Linked DNA regions of Gossypium hirsutum: region 1 is linked to region 2. The links are chromatin contacts, called in public Hi-C maps. All regions are on one chromosome and are shown on one strand. The core of a region is the stretch at or near the end of the contact, and the rest is flanking DNA. Distances in the headings are between cores, read along the strand shown.

The links. A called contact is a pair of places that touch in the nucleus more often than the background predicts.
Region 1: a Hi-C map of leaf shows a contact between it and region 2, with 1.8 times the contacts expected there. The contact joins the promoter of LOC107886645 here to the promoter of LOC107886933 in region 2. A contact is called at or near these places in 3 of 34 Hi-C or Micro-C datasets (all in leaf).

Annotation. Positions count from the first base shown.
Region 1 is chrA03:101,960,355-101,963,417 of Gossypium_hirsutum_v2.1, forward strand. It overlaps LOC107886645 (protein PTST homolog 2, chloroplastic), which reads left to right and starts at 1,774. Exons shown (of 8, transcript XM_016810680.2): 1 at 1,774-2,591; 2 at 3,043-3,063. The coding sequence starts at 2,008.
Region 2 is chrA03:101,750,168-101,753,433 of Gossypium_hirsutum_v2.1, forward strand. It overlaps LOC107886933 (pentatricopeptide repeat-containing protein At1g05670, mitochondrial), which reads left to right and starts at 2,016. Exons shown (of 4, transcript XM_041100098.1): 1 at 2,016-2,161; 2 at 2,663-2,700; 3 at 2,814-2,856; 4 at 3,230-3,266.

The DNA.
Region 1 (3,063 bases), core at 524-3,023, 210 kb after region 2:
TTCAATCTTGCCAAACAAGTGTTGCACTCGAGGCAAAGTCTAATCCTGCCGAAAGCTCAGTGTTGACAATATTGAGAATCCAATAATGAACAATTGTGTTATAGTGATCCCATTGGGAATAAAGAGAAACATCAAAATCATCTCTACCACAATCTCCATCGACAAACCCTAATTGGTTCTTCGCCAACAACACGATTTGCATTGAATGACTCTAAAGGCTATAATTCTTAAGACCAAGTAGCTGGTGAGAAACAAGTAGACTTCCTGGCGTATCAGATGGATACAATTAAAGAGGATGTGTGAAATTGAAGACTGTAGAATCCATGGCTGAGAGACAATAACGCCACTATTGAGAATACAGAAAGAAAGAAAATGAAACAAATTAGAGGAAAGCCCAAAAGCAAAACAGAACAGCCCAATAACAAGGTCCAATAAAAAGCAACCAGGCCCTATATGAATGACCAACCTGCAAGGAAAAAATAAGCGAGATTGAAGAAATCAACCATGGAGACTAAGAGAAAAATCGAAACCTGGGACTAATAGCATGTCAAAGATACAATACTTGCAATGTAAAGAATACATCAAAATCTTCATTCATCATTGAATTAAATTACAATGTGTCTATTTATACTACTTTGCTAGCTACCTAACTATGCAACTAATCCATTACTAATTCTTAATTACTCAACAACTAACTAAACTAATTTCTACATATGACTCTATTGGCATGCCAATTGTATTAAAATATTTATTGTATTAAATTAATTTATTAATAAAATTTATTCAACTCATGAGTATAAAACTTATATGATACTTATCTGTAAAAATAAAATTATATAACTAAATAAATATTCTGGTTAAAATAGTTATTATTAAATAAAAAATACACACAATGTATGATGACATAGTAAGAGATAGAGGTGTGCATGGTCGGGCCGGGTTGGGTTCGGACCGGGCCCAACTAAAAATTTAAGCCCGTTTGCTAGGCCCAGCCCAAAAAAATGGGCCTAAAATTTTGCCCAAGCCCGGCCAGAATAAAAATGTTAAAACCCGAGCCCGACCCGACCCGCCCATATTAATTTTTATATTATTTTTATATAATTTTAAAATATATATAAACCATCAAAAATACTAGAAATATCAAAATAAATATTTCTCAACAAATTGAAAATAAATTTTAAAAAATATGTATACTTAAATAACACTAAAATAAATGCAATTTAACAAGCAAATGCTTCTAAAATAATAACAAAATTAGCAAATGTCTTTAAAATAATAAAAAAATTAACAATAAAATAAGTTTTATATAATACCCAAACAATAACAACAAAATAATAGCAACCTAATAGTAAAATAGTAGCAAAATAGGGAGAAAATAATAAGAAAATAATATTAAAAAATCAATTTTTTTTCATTTAGTGAATTCAAGCCGGGCCCGAGCCAAAAATGTCTTACCCAAGGCCCGGCCCGTTTTTTAAACAGGTTTTATTTTTTTCTCTAAACTCATTTTTTGAGCTTATATTTTTGCCTAAACCCTCTTACATTTCAAGTGGACCTTCAAGCCGGGTTAGGTGGCCCGGCCATGCACACCTCTAGTAAGAGATTAGCAATGTGGGAAAAGGGCTAACAATATATTTGATCCACTTGAAAAGAAGAAAATGTTTCATCCCAAAAATTTCGAAAAAAGTGGAGGAATTAATTAAAAGAAAATGGAGTTGAAGTAGTAAAAAGTATTGATTATTAGTGAAAATTTGCCCGCCCAAAATATATCTAAAACGGTGCTCCACCACCTCCGCATTAAATGAAGGTTACGCTTTTCGGTAGTATTGTTCGTTACTTGCCTAAGCCCCTCTCTCTCTCCCCTTTACCCTTTCCCTTTTATTGATTTCTTCCTATCATTTCTTTCCCCCTCTTCCCTCTCTACACGCCTAAGATACCTGAAGATGGAATCTTTTTAATTAGTTTTCTTTTTTACCGTCAGCAAGTGTTTGGAGAAATGCCAGAATCATGGCCACCTTCACCTCCTCCACCTATACTTCTGTCTCGCCTCATTCGTTTTTAACGCACTTCCGTGCTCGGGTTTTCCCATCCTGTTTCTGCGGGATTAACCCAGGGAACAAAGGGAATTCGGTGTCTCTGAAGCTGAATCTTGTTCGCGGGTTGGTGTTTGGGGAAGATAAGAAAAGGGTTTCTTGGTGGTCTTGTTGTTGCAAGAAAGGGTGGGACAACGACGGGGATTTAGCATTGGAGGCAGATATATTGGAGTTCATGAAAAATAGTGACAAACCTGAGGCTTTTCCAAGCAAGAAAGAGCTGGCTGATGCTGGGAGGATGGATCTGGTTGAGGGGATTAAGAGACAAGGAGGGTGGCTTGCTATGGGCTGGGACTTGGATGATGATGATGAAGAACATGGATTTCAAGAAAAAGGGTTCCCAGAAGCTGGTGTTAAGGATTGGGACCTTTTGGAGAAGGAGAAGAAATGGGATAACCAGACTTTTCAAGAAAGGGCTCAAAGTAAAGTTGAAATTAGTGGGACTTCTTATTTGGCTGTTAATTCTTCTAGCTCAACCTCCTCGTCTGGTAGATCACTGTGAGATCTTTAATTCTTGGGATTTTATTTGCTTAGTCTATTTTTATTTTCTTGTGTGGAAAAGTTAGTTATTGCACTTGTTATTCGAATGCCTTGTTGAAATTTATTCTTTGTAGTTTACCATTCCCGTGTTTAGAACGAATTGTTACAAATGTTTAATCTTTCATTGCTGTGTAAAAGGTAATTTGCTTGGACTTGTTATTGCTTGTGAGATATTATTTGAAATTGACTGCGTTATGATGTTAAAAGAATCAATCTTGTGCTTATATTTTTGTGATGTTTGGGATATATAAACACAATTGCTAAGATAAATGTGTTGCCTTGAATGAGCTTATACTTTTTCCTGCAAACCAATTATCTCCTTTTAAAATTAGAGGAATGGGGAGAATGCTGGAGTCTTGGGAGTTCTGTGTCCTTGGTAGGTTTTTGACAAAAGTTTTGGTTTGTTCAGAGAAGTAGCAGCTAAGGATGA
Region 2 (3,266 bases), core at 766-3,265:
TTTTTAGAATATAAGTTAACCCTTTTAATACATCTTTAGGAGTTTAAATTTGGTTGATTAACTGCTCTTTTTGTTCTTTTCCTTTTTTTGATTCTTCCCATCTTCTTAGGAATTGTAGAACATTTCCTTGAAGTGTTATAACAAAATAATTTAAAATTTTTTTTTTTGACCACGTGTTGTTGTTAACAACTATAGTCATAGACTATGCCCATTCATCTATGGTTTTTTCATAGTTTGTTATAAGAATATTAGTTGGATCTAAATATATTCTTCCTTGAGCAACATTTCTTTTATTTAGATCATCTATCCTATGTGGGACAGGTTGGGTAGACGATTCTTCTAAATTTTCATATTTTATTTCGTTAGTAGCAATATTTTCGGTTTGATTACCAAAAATTCTTGTTATATTTTCAACTTGTTCATTTTTTTTATTAAAGGATCTTAAATAATCATCTTTTAAAGATCCATATCTAATTTTATTTTTCCATTAGGATCTTGATTTGTTTGATTAGTATCCATTGGTTCTGATATTTCTATATTTTCTTTTTCATTTGTTGAAGTATTTTCTTCATCAGATTTATAACTTGTAACATTTATGTCTTCTAAGTCTATAGAATTATTAGAATTATTAGAACTACTACTACTATTTGTAGTATGATAGTTTAACATATAATGATAATTGAATAATACAAATAGGTATTTATGTTTTTTTATAAAGTTGTTCTATTAGTTTTAGATATTCTATTCTTTCATTTTTATCAGATGTCTTAAAAAAATTTATTCTTCCAATGTTATATAAGTTGTTTATAGGATTAGAAATCATATTGTTGTTGATAAGTATAATTTCTTTTCTGCTTTTCAGATTTTTTTATGATTTTTATTTTTGGAAGATGATTTTTCAAAGGAAGTGTCTTCTTCTTCTGACAAAACTAATATTATGTTACTAGGGAAAGATTGTATGAAACACTGATGCCACGTCATCTGTATCACTTTTCCAATAGTTTTATCCTACATTATCATTTTCATCCTAAATTTTAATATTTTGATCCTGAAAAAAAAGTCAAATCTAAATTAAAATCTTAAAATTCAGGATGAAATTACTAATATGGCATAAAACTATTGGAGATGACCTCATATTATCTCAGCCACCATTTCAACCTTTTAGGTTAAAAGAATCCTAGTAGACATGGAGAGTTTGGTAGACATTTTAACAGCCAAGGCCTTTCACAAGATGGGTCTCAGGGACAGAACATTAATGAAAGCTAGCCCAGTATATGGTTTTGCCAAACAGCCAATCACGGTCAAGAAATCTATCACCCTCTCAATGGTATTGGGCGATGAACATACGGTCATAAAGATGATTGACCTTTTAGTGGTAAACCATCTGACTGCATATAATGCAATCTTCTGGTAGGCCAATAACATGAATGGCCAAGATGGTTGTGGCCATTTTCTATATGATGGTAAAATTCCCAAAACCCTCAAGGGAAGGGTACTTGAAATGTAACTAGCTAAAGGCTTGAGCCATATCATTTTCCTGAGGCTTACAAAAGAAATGATAGCTCTTTCTCCTCTTCTTCTTGCATCCTAGAACCAAGTTCGACAAAACTCATCGGTTGGGGTGAACTTGATTGACAAAAGGGCATATATACTTGGAAGGTTTGGAAGTTAGGTCTAAAGCCAAACTTCCAAAGTTGAGGCTGCAAAAGTCACAAAATCTATCTTTATACTTGATTGGGGATCAATTATTAATAAAATGAGTTTATATTTAATGTTAAAGAGAGAATAACTTAACAAATATGAAATATTAGAATAAGTAGATAAATTTATTTAGAAAGTTTATTTATTTTATTAATTTTATTAGTACTCGCATTCTTTTATTTAGAGAATATGAATTACTACATATATTTATACATTTTCCAATTCCCAACTGAATTTGATTTGATGGCCTATAACAAATAAAAAGCCCAATAGAAGCCGAGAAAATCATGTAGAAGCCCAACCCATACGATGAAGCACTGTCCCAACTGGCAGCTCACCTACTGCAATTTGGTCTCTCTTTTACTTCTGTAGCTGAACAGTCGAAGCAAAATCTTCGTACCTCTTTTGGAACTAGGAAACCAACTGAAGCACCTTCCTACTGGTTTTCTTCGAATTCAAGGTATCAGTCGCATTCACGTTTTCCTGTTAATGGGTTTTCTTTATTTTATTTTCTTTTATTTTCTATGCCATCGACTTTTTTCTTTCTTTCTTTGAGGTGCTCTTTAAAATCTGCCGCAATGTGTTGTTCCAGCCGTTTCTTGGGTTTCTCTATGGATTCAATTGAGATTATAGAATTATAGTAAATTTTTTTTTTGTGTGGATTGCGTATGGTAAAGAATCTAAAGTTTACTCTCCTTATGTTTGATGAATTGCCTATGAGAGAACTATTCATATCGGTATAGAAAAAGGGTACATTTGTTGTTAAGCTGTTGAAATTAGCTGCTTTCATTAGTACATGGTTTGAAATTCTTTTCCTTCACAAACAGTAGGAACTGATGATATATTTATTTAGCTTTGACATTTTAGAGGTGATTGAATAGGCTCTTTATAAGTTTCCAGTAGTAGAACTGAATATAGAATTTCAGCAGTTGACTAATATAAGTGTTTTCTCCATCATCAGGAAAAGGCCACTGAACAAGATGCTGTTGAAATTTTGATGTATGAGAGTTTATGTTTTGCATACGGCTTGCTTGAGGTGTTGATCTTTGTGACTTCTGTCACCATATGGAATAACATCATTAGCTAAATAATTCTTTCGTTCCCTATAGCAGTTTTTACTCGGAGGAATATGTTTTGCTGAAAGGAGAAAACAAGGTACTTCAAATTTCACTGCTTGAATAGCATTTGATTTATATATTCTTTTTTCATTAATTTCAAATTCATTAGAAATGTTTATTGATTGCACAAGTCAGAGAGGTGAACCAACATTTTTGTTAAAATGATTACCTTCATTGTTTAACTATTGACTTCACCTCCATAATGACATGTGGTTTATGTACGAAGTTTAGCTCAAATGAGAAGAGAGTGATAAATTTGTGAATATCAATTTAATGTGTTGCTTAATGATGATATTAGTGGGCATTTCATATCACTTAGCATTTAGTAATGATTGAGTGTTGCTGAAAATGTGATTTCACTGATTTGCTACTATGCTAACGTCTATTTATTATTATCCTAATATATGCAGCTTTTACCATGATAATTTGCATTCTCCTTATGATGGT